Regions from separate parts of the Mustela erminea genome. Here region 1 is linked to region 2. Evidence: chromatin contacts called from public Hi-C data. All regions are on one chromosome and are shown on one strand. The core of a region is the stretch at or near the end of the contact, and the rest is flanking DNA. Distances in the headings are between cores, read along the strand shown.

Evidence for each region. A called contact is a pair of places that touch in the nucleus more often than the background predicts.
Region 1: a contact with region 2 is called in a Hi-C map of skeletal muscle, with 13 times the contacts expected there. The contact joins the promoter of ENSA here to the promoter of TARS2 in region 2. A contact is called at or near these places in 3 of 3 Hi-C or Micro-C datasets (fibroblasts, skeletal muscle and spleen).

What each region holds. Positions count from the first base shown.
Region 1 is chr10:1,317,279-1,322,918 of mMusErm1.Pri, reverse strand. It overlaps ENSA (alpha-endosulfine), which reads left to right and starts at 2,377. Exons shown (of 4, transcript XM_032302196.1): 1 at 2,377-2,587; 2 at 4,147-4,272; 3 at 5,533-5,640. The coding sequence starts at 2,531.
Region 2 is chr10:1,185,874-1,190,976 of mMusErm1.Pri, reverse strand. TARS2 (threonine--tRNA ligase, mitochondrial) reads right to left here and starts at 3,254. Exons shown (of 18, transcript XM_032360829.1): 1 at 3,120-3,254; 2 at 2,609-2,805; 3 at 2,162-2,285; 4 at 485-609. The coding sequence starts at 3,185.

The sequences.
Region 1 (5,640 bases), core at 1,128-3,627, 130 kb before region 2:
TTTGCCCAGGTTTCCATTTTGGGGCTCTTTATCTCTTTCTCCTTTGGTGATATCATCTGCTTCCACAACTTTATTTACATTTATATTAAGAAGTTTTATTCATAATTACCTTCTACTTTTCTCCCAAACTCTAGGTCTACATTTCCTAGACCTCTAAATATTTAGCTCTGGAGGAGATCTCAGAGGTCTTTATCTAAGGCTTCATTGCCTGGATATCTCCACAAAATGGCCCACTGGTTTTAAAAAGTCAAAATGAAATACCTCATTTTATGTCTATTTCCAATTCCATTCCCACATTGACTCCTCTTCTTGAATTTTTTTTTTTAAAGATTTTATTTATTTGACAAGAGAGACACTGCGAGAGAGGGAACACAATTAGGGGGAGTGGGAGAGGAAGAAGCAGGCTTCCCACCAAGCAGGAAGCCTGATGCGGGGCTCGATCCCAGGACCCTGGGATCATGACCTGAGCCAAAGGCAGATGCTTAGTGACTGAGCCACCCAGGCACCCTTCTTCTTGAATTTATTGTTTCTGTAGTAATCCTGAAGCACATGGGGTCCAAATTCCCTATATGCATTCAGCTGTTAATCCCAAATACTCCATTGCCAAAGACTTTCTCAGTTAGATTCAGTTTTCTACACTCTCTAGTTTAGTATATGTGCTGCCGAAGCAAGCACTGCACTCTCTAGTTTAAATCCCAATTATCTCCCACCTAGAATATTGCAGTACACTCCTGGCTAGAGGGCCAGGTCTCTGGTGTCTTTCTGCCTGTAATTCTGAATTATTTTTATTCATTACCTCCACATTAATCTTCCTAAAGGGCAGTTCTGATCTGCCACTCTCTGGCCTAAAAATATTAAATGTCTCAGATGGCTTACTAAATTATTCACAAGTTCCTTATCCTGGCATTTAAAGCCCTACATATCTGCATTCAATTCTGTTTTTCTGGCCTTCATTTTGAGCCCTGTACCTAGAATACCCTTCTTGCCTTCATCTTTACCCAGCAAACTGCTAAGTTCTTCAAAACTTATTTCTGGGGTGCATGGGTGGCTCAGTTGGCTAAGGGTCCAGCTTTTGATTTTGGCTCCAATCATGATCTTGGAGTAATGGGATGGAGCCTCCCCACCCAACACACTTCAGGCTCTGCACTGATATGGAGCCGGCTTAAGATTCTATCTCTGCCTCTTCCCCCACGCAGTACATTCTTTCTTTGAATACAAAACAAAACAAAAAAAAACTTATTTCAAATACCACCTCCTTCATGAAGTCTTTTTGGGGGCTGGGGGTGTGGAATCTAAACTGAATTAGTCTTCCTTTGAACCCCTATAAGCACTTTAACACTTTTATTTCAATGCTTACCAGATTTTGCCTTCTATAATAATCTGTGATTTACAGTGCTTCCAGACTTTTCCAGAAGTACACCTAATTATACAGAAAATTGAGGAGATAGCCCCAAGACTGTCACAAGAAGCTGCCTGGAAAATTAAATTTTAGTATGAATTTTTGCAGTGTTATCAGTCTTAAACTAATGTTTGTTTTTAATATAAAACTGTGGACTAAGGCTCCAGTAAGATATGTCTAAAATCTCGTCTTAGGGATTTAGACTACACCTGGCACACTGTGAAAACCCTCCCCTCATGCCCACTAAACTAAGCTTTCTAAGGGCAGAGACTGTCTTACTCTGTATGTACCGCTGTAAAACTAATACATTACCATCTACACACAAACACTCAAATACTGTTGAACTGTGACTCAGGATACGTTAACTAATGTTAACTGTATTTACTAAATGTTTACCATGTACCTAGAACTGTGCTTTCCGTTTCAAGAACTTATTCTCCATGGGCTGACCTTGAACAAGTATAAAACTGTACAGATGAGTTAAATCATGGAACATAAAGTCATCTGTGCAAGACAACTTGGTTTGGGGGTCCCAGTCTCTCCGTTCCACACGCCAAGTACATCTGCAATAGTGATCAGTACCAACTTAAGGTGCACCCTGACCTCCAAATTATTTTCTGGAGATTGATAGTTTTCTGCTAACACTGCGCAAAGCTTAATCCTCTCCATCTGAAAGTAAAAGGTCGCCATCCTTTCCGCTCTCCAGTTCGAAGCCCAGCAAAGCCTTCCGGAAACCGAGTGCTAGAGCGGATGGAAATCTGGTCCCACCAAAGGAGCAAAAATGCCAAGGCTAGCAGCACCGCCCCTAGGATCCCCCACGGGCTTCCAATTGGTCCTTGGGGCTCACTCTCATTCCAGATTGGTGTTCCAGCTTGCCTGTCGCCTCCAAAGAATCCACCTTTAGCCAGTAACTATTGGTAGATCGTTACGTCATTGTCCCAGCTACCCCACTCTCATTGGCTCCCATTGGAAGGGGCGGACACAACGTCACAGGCAGGGGCCGCCATTTTGACTGAGCAACCCTAGTGACAGGAGCTGAAGCAGCAGCGCAGGTTGTCCCCGTTTCCCCTCCCCCTTCCCTTCTCCGGTTGACTTCCCGGGCCCCCTACACTCCACAGTCCTGGTCCCGCCATGTCCCAGAAACAAGAAGAGGAGAACCCTGCGGAGGAGACCGGCGAGGAGAAGCAGGTGAAATGGAGGGGGTGCGGGCGGGCGAGTCGGGGGCGACTGTGAGGGGCGGGAGACGGTCTCCCACCAGTGCGGATTGGTCGCCATGGTCTCAAGCTCTACAGGGGTTGGCCACTACTTGCATCACGCCGGGTGAGCTTCAACACAGCTTGCAGCTCTGGCGCTGATTGGTTGGGCCCATTATCAGTCAGTGCCTTGCTCTTCCTGATTAGCCAATAGGCCTACCGCTCTACTTATTGAAGCTGTGCTGTCATTGGCCAAGCTTGGGCACGGGGCGGGTGTTTGGAAACACTGGGTGAATGAAAGGGGGCCGGTGGTACTGGGAAGCGATGTGTGTTATTGGTCTATGGGGGTAAATGACCCAACAACCCAGGCCAGGGCCTCGCTTCAGAAAGCTAGAGGTGGAGGTAAAGACGTTTAAAAGATCGGCACCGAAAAGAGAGAAGTAGTAATTACTATGGCTAGTTTAAGGCGGCAACTTTCTCGAGACACCTATTTTGACGGTTAGGGATGGTCGGTTCCCCACCCTCAAGTCAGGAACGAATAGGCTTGAAGAGGACTAGAGTTCCATAAAGAATAATGGAGGTTAAACCTAGAAAAGACAGCAAAAGAGTCGTGACAAGAAAGACGCCACCCTCTTTCCACCACCACCCCGACTTCCAGGGTGGTGGAACTTAGTTCACCCACAGTTCTCTGGTGAAAATACCCCACGTAAATCTCTTATTGGGGCTTGTATCTGACTTACAACATTTAGTACGGGGCTCAGAGGTTCGTGAAAGGCAGCTGGTTATAACTGCCGGATTGTCAAGGGAAGGGAATGTAATTGCATTAAAAGAGCCACAAATTTGGCTTTAGGTCCTTTTTTAAAAAAAGCCACGAAAGAAAAGAGCATCGGGGCTCACAAAAAGCAAAAGAGTAATAACAACAGTGTGACCCTCCTGCAAACCAATTGAATGCTCTTGACATGTTCCTCAAACTTCCATCACTTGGCCCACTTGGGAAGGTGTTGACTTTTTGGCAACAACTGTGAGTAAATACTAGTGAACCTCCTATATCTTAATTTTCCTGAGCTTAAAAATAGTGTCATTTTCATCTCTGTATACCTGTCACCTTCCTACCTAATGTTTATGGAAATGCTGAAGCAATGTTGTTCCATTACTAAGATGGAGATTTTTGGAGGCCACATAGCGCTAGTCTCCTCCATAGAGAGACTCATCAGATGATTACCTTAGACTCTGGAAAAGAGAACATCTCAGTAGAATTATCCCATTTAATTTTATGTTTGACCTGTACTGCATGTTAGGGACAGCCAGGGAACTTTCCTATTCATCTTGGGTTACCAGAAGCCCTGGTTAGCTTTTTTCTCTCTTTGTCTGGGTTTCTTCACAATACAGTCATCTTGAACTTCATCGATTGAACAAAGTTCTAGCTTTATTTGGGAGCAGAATAGAAACAATGTTTACAAGAGGTAGATCACTAGGAAAAATTAATAGTATAAAAGTTATTAGATAATAGAAGCAGTTGCTTCTCGGTATAATTGGCCCATTTGTTTCCTCCAGGACACACAGGAGAAAGAAGGTATTCTCCCTGAGAGAGCCGAGGAGGCAAAGCTAAAGGCCAAATATCCAAGCCTAGGACAAAAGCCTGGAGGCTCAGACTTCCTCATGAAGAGACTCCAGAAAGGGGTATGGGACACAATATCTTATTCTCTTACTTTGGAGCCAAAGGGGGCTTTTGGGATGAGAACTGTAGAGCTTCTCTTAAATGCTTATCTGGAGGTTTTGTTGTTGGGCAGTAGTAGAGAGCAATTAGAAACTTGTAAAGAGCAAGGCAAATGATTATAAGTCCCTGATAATGGTACCATACAGGATATTAAGGCTTAATGTTGAAACATTTGGGTATGGGGCATTAGGGGATTGAGGGAAAGAAGGACATTAGAAACTGAAATGCTGACTTCCCCAGGCATATGTGTGTTTAGATGATGGGAGTTTTAGGACTATACTTTTTAAGGTGAGAGCTACATTTTGGGGTGCATGATTTCAAAAAAAGATCAAACCATCTGTCCTCTAGACTTCTTCAACTTGAAATGAATAGATTTCTTCAGACCCTTGAAATTAGTACCAGTCAGTAACTGTACTCCCTCAAGAGATATTTTTTCATCCAGGGTAGCCCTCCTCACCAAGGGAGGGTGCGCCTTCATAGCCGTGTAGCTCCTGATCAGGTTTCTCTGTCCCCAGAAGTACCTAAAACTAACTGAGGGATTATAAGTCATTAGACTGGAGTGTGTTCCTAGGTATGGATGAAATGGACAGTAAAACAGATTCCCTGTGGAGAACCCTAGTTACTGAGTCTTAGTCACAGATGATGATGTGATGCTGATTTGCAGTTTACCTTGCCGTAGGCAAGGCAGGCGTGGGCAGGCTGTCACAGCCATGGAACATGTGTGGGAGCAGTGGGAGTCAGAGGAAAAGTACATAATCCTCATGAACAAACCCAGTTTCTATTCATGGTCTGAGGGAATCATTTCTAATTTTGAGATTGTTGACTTGAGGTTGCCAGATTGATGCTTCTTTATATCTTATTATTTATTTCCTTGGCACCAGATCACTGGGACACTGACCGGTCCTCAGTAAGCCTTTATGAATAGTCAGTAATTTGGTTGAACCATACAGTACAGATGGGTGTATAAAGGATGTGGGGGCTATCCCTTAACTCCTAAAATCTATATTGTAGCAAGGAAACTACTTACATACCTGAAAAGGTCAGAACACAAAGGGGAGAAGACATAGTACAGGTACTTAATGCTAAACTCTGTGTGCATGAGGTTAATCAAGGAAGACTGGAAAGATCTAAGATGATGAGGGTTTATAATGGATGTGAGTCTCCTTGCTTTTGAGGTAGGCCAGAGTTCCTCACTCAGTTAAAATATCCCTCTTGTCTCTTAGCAAAAGTACTTTGACTCAGGAGACTACAACATGGCCAAAGCCAAGATGAAGAATAAGCAGCTGCCAAGTGCAGGACCAGACAAGAACCTCGTGACTGGTGACCACATC
Region 2 (5,103 bases), core at 2,005-4,504:
TAGTTTTAAAAGTTTATTTATTATGTCATTTCTACACCCAACATGGGGCTTGAACTCACAACCCTGAGATGAAGAGTAGCATACTCTTCTGACTGAGCCAGCCAGTACCTCTTACACTGTACAATTTAGTGTGTTTGCTGCCGAAGCAAGCACTATACACTTTAAATACGTTACTTTGGGGGCGCCTGGGTAGCTCAGTGGGTTAAAGCCTCTGCCTTCAGCTCAGGTCATGATCCCAGGGTCCTGGTACTGAGCCCCATGTCAGGATCTCTGCTTGGCAGGGAGCCTGCTTCCTCCTCTCTCTCTCTCTTCCTGCCTCTCTGACTACTTGTGATCTGTCTGTCAAATAAATTTAAAAATCTTTAAAAAAAAATACATTACTTTGTCAATTACACTCCAAAAAGTCAAAAAATGAAATAAAATACGGTAAAATATCTAAAAAAGAAAGCACCCCAGAATCGTTCTCTTTCTTTGCACTACTTACCGCTCCTTTCCCAGGAAGAAATCATGGTAGAAGCCATATTCTGTACTTGGACCTCGGCAGAGGACAGCACCAAGGAGTTGTTCAGCTGCTGCCCCCAGGACATGGGTGCTGGAGTGCCAGAACACCTGGGTTCACAAGAAAGGAGTTCATAATCATCTCCTTTAACCCCTCACTCTCTGATCCTCTCCTCAGAGAAGCTGGTGTGAAACCAGTAAGGCTCTTCCAGAAAAAACTACCACAAAATGGGGAACCTGACCTTGGAGGTGAACACTAAATAGTAAAAGAAAAAAAAAAAAACTGAATAGAAAACAAAAGGCTAGTATAAGCAATGCACGGATGACAGTAGCCCCCTGCCCCACTCCTCAGTGCTTCCCAGTCCTAGAGCATAGAAGCAGGAGCCCAGGCTTCTTTTGTTGCTCTTACAACATCCCCTTTTAGGGCTTCAGATTAAGATGGTAGTTCCTAAGGGCTCTGTTTGGTCTTTTAGTTCTATTTTTTACCATTCCAGAAATCTAATGTGATGCAACCCCTCCTCCAGGATTTGATCACCTTTTATACATAGGTGACAAAATTCCATTTTTCTGGATCCTAACAGATGAGCTCTATTTTACCTAAGCTGACATGAAGACGACAAAGTGGGAAGGAGGCCAGTTGTGTGCTCAGTTGTGCAAGTCAAGTTAGAATTAAAAAATGTAGGGGCACCTGGGTGGCTTAGCCAGTTAAGCATCTGCTTTCAGCTCAGGTCATAATCCCGGGGTCTTGGGACTGAGCCCCAGCTCCGGTTCCTGGCTTGGTGGGGAACGTGCTTCTCCCTCTCTCCCCTGCTCATGCTCTCTCTCAATCTCTCTCTCTCTCTCAAATAAGTAAATAAATAAATCATCTTCAAAAAAAAGAATTAAAAAATACATGCTACAGATAACTTGTAACGTATGTCTGTAGAGTTGCAAGGACTAAACTTTCTATTTTCTATTTTCAGCATTACCTTTCTATTTTCAGCTTATGATCTCTCCTTTTTACTAGTACAAATGATGTCTACTTAATAGACTTGGTTTCCTAAGTTTCTGGCTTAGCCAGGTCCAGTTAAGACAAGCAGAGTGTGTTATGTCTCTGTCCCAGCTGCAAATGGAGAAACTGAGGCAAAATACTAGAAATATGCCCACTTAAATATCCCTTAGTTTAGGGACACCTGGGTGTTACAGTTGGTTAAGCATCTGATTCTTGGTTCAGGTTGTAATCTCAGGGTCCTGAGATGGAGCCCTGTGTTGGGTTCTGTGCTCTGCACGGAGACTGCTGGGTTTCTCTCTCTTTTCCCATCTCTCCCCACCCCCCTTCCCCCTCTAAAATAAATAAATCTTTAAAAAAAAAATACACACACACATAGAGTGGTGCCTGGGTGCCTCAGTTGGTTGACCTTCAGCTCAGGTCATGATCCTGGGGCCCTGGGATCGAGCCCCACGTCTAGCTCTCTGGGAGCTCAGCAGGGAGTCTGCTTCTCCCTCTGCCCCTCCCCTTGCTCCTTCTCTATCTTTCATTCATTCTGTCCCTCAAATAAACAAAAATTTTAAATTAAGGGAAAAAAGTATATAAAGATATATATAGATAGCTAGAGCTCTCTCTACATATATGTATATCCCTTAGCTGAATTGCCACGGTGTTCCCAAAAAGGAAGAGACTTACTGCTTTGCCCTCTGCAGAACTGAATGTTAGAAACCTGAGGTCAGAATCTGTCTCCAAGGGCCGCTCCAGATCATAAAGTTCTCCATTCACTTGAGCAGCCACTGCAGTATCTGCCAGTGTTGAACTTGGCCAAAGGAGGGGTGATGATAAAGAAAAAGACATGGTTACAATCCACAGGGGAAGAGAGGGACTTATCTCTCAACAACTCCAAACATGAAAATGGGGAAAGGTGTCACCAGAGCAATAAAACCTATCATTTCTTTTCCCGATGGATAATAAACGGAGGGTAGACACTATGAAACTAATGCAAATAAAAAGGAATCCTCAGGAAAAGGCAATCTTGATAGGGACGGAATAGAAGCAAGCAGAATTTTCATTTCCTGCTCAAGTCCTTCGAAGTACAGAGGAAGAAGGATAACCCTGGCAGGTATAAAATGAGCCTGGTACCTGATCTGCTGGGCTAGTTGGTAAGGCGTTGTGTTCCATGCCACAGCATCCACTTTTTGGCCTCCAGGGAGTGATATCTTAATAGTCCGCTGCTCCTTCTGTGCCATGCTTGCTAACCTCTTTACCTGAGCAGTCCATAGCTCCTCAAAAAGGCCAAGCCGCTCTGTCAACCAGTGTGGAGGGGTCGGCACAGCTGCCTGGAAGGAAAGAGGTTAGGAGGTAACATGGGTCCCATCATTCCTTTCTGGGACTGGGGCTGCTGGGAGATGAGAATATTGAAGTGATCTTGGTTCCTAATCCCTAGTCTGTAAGAGGACTACGACATACAGGGGTGGGAGTCCTATGCTCGCCAGTCTGTCGACCCTAGGAGAAATGGCTGCAACTAAGAGCTTAGGGTAGCCGGGTCCAGCGACTCAAGGCAGAGGTAAGGGATGTCAGGCTGGGTTTAGAGTCTACACCCACAGCAGGGCTGGGTGCGACGCGGCTCATAACTTTTAGGTACCTCACGCACCGTGTGCAGCACGCAAGTTTGCAAGCCTGGGAGCCGGAGCCGCCGCCACCTCTGATAAAACCCCATGTTCCTTCAGACCGGTGCCTACATGCTTAAACAAATTGCAGTCGTTTCTCCGTCACCGGATTCCTCCTCATTGGCTTCCGGCCCGACAATACCCATGGCCCATTGGTTCCTATAGCTGCCACTCTAGTCTGGGACCACCTCCAGGATCTCCGAAGAGGTATGCCCCACACAGCACAAACAGCTGTGTGGGTGGTTCCGGGCGAGCGGAAGACCTAAACTGTTACACACACCAGCAATGCCGAAACCTGAAGTTTTAGCCCAAAGTAGCAGTTACCTATCCTGCAGCTTTGAGAACTGCGGCAGGAAAACTCTTGAGAAATGAGAGTAGGAGAAAAACAGATGGGAAAGACTAGCTAGTCATTTCCTTTGAACCACAGGTTTTCTTTTACGTAGTCTTTACTGGCAGGTAAGAACACAGATAGGGCAGTCTTTGGAACCAGACAGTATCAATCCTGGATCTATCTCCCATTCACTGTGTAATTTTAGGTAGATTATTTAATTTCTTCTAAGCATCAATTTCCTCAGCTATAAAATGGGAATAATACTAGTAACACTTCCAACTGTTGAAGTTAAGTTCATGTAAATCGTGCATGGTACACGGTAATGGCTACAATAGCGACAAGCTGTTAGAATAAATGAATTTAACAGCGTTGGGGCTGGAGCAACGAATCTGCAGAGGGCACTTAAACTAAATCACCTCAGGGGCGCCTGGGTGGCTCAGTGGGTTAAGCCGCTGCCTTCGGCTCAGGTCATGATCTCAGGGTCCTGGGATCGAGTCCCACATCGGGCTCTCTGCTCAGCAGGGGGCCTGCTTCCCTTCCTCTCTCTGTGATCTCTTCCCTTCCTCTCTCCTACTGTGATCTCTCTCTGTCAAATAAATAAAATAAAATCTTTAAAAAAAAAAAAAAAACTAAATCACCTCATAGTCATAGTGCATATGAGGGACCTTAGAGATCTCTTAATCTTACACGTGGAAGAATTTAAGGTCAGAGAAGTTAAGTGACTTAAGGTCAAACAGTAAGTGCTGATGCTAGATTTTGAAACCATGTCTTACACTCTCCTATCACATTATGCTTTCTATAGAGTTTACCTCAAATATACCTACGCATCACTTCAGAAAGAGGTGCCTGACTCTAGAATCTTAGCTGCTTCCTACACAAGACCTTGGACAGAGGACCAGGTATACCTGATTTATTTTGCACAGTAAAAATTGAAACACGATCACATTTGTAGTCAAGTATGAGGTGAAATGGACTTGGGGGCAGCTGTAAGGTTCTCAATAACTCTCCTTTGTCCCCTCACCTGGGGGTGGGGATGGTTGGAGATGGTTCTCAAGTTTCCAATGGTAGTGGAATCAAGGATTGTGGAGAAAGAGCTGTCAGAGAAAGCTGTTTAATCTAGGCTTCCAGAGGTCAGAAGTTCTTTCTGGGGTAGACGGTAGTTGACTTGAGTCACAGGCACCACTTGGCATCTTGGTTCCATCTCCTGACATCCTGAAAGACAAAAAGATATAGACAAAACTGTGGAAGAGGAAAATCACTTGTGTGTGGGAGGGGCGGTCTGGAGGGTTGGAAAAAGGTAGACAGGATTTTAAAATGACATCAGAAAGTGGGACAACAGGCAGAACTTTTCCCATGGCTTTGCCCCAAAAGGGATGGGAATATTATATTGCAGGTGACAAAATGATAGGTTCTCAATAATCATTGCATTAAGAATGTATCAATCACTGTATTGACTTCAAACTCCAAAGGATACATTTATTGACACATACATTCTTTAATCATTCCACCTCGTCCTCCTTTGGAATACTAGAGGGATGGTAGAATAAACAGGCTACACTGTTATGGCAGCTCCCTGCTCTCATCCTTCAAACATGTACTGATTTACTGTGTGCAATGCACTGAACTGAGGGCTCATG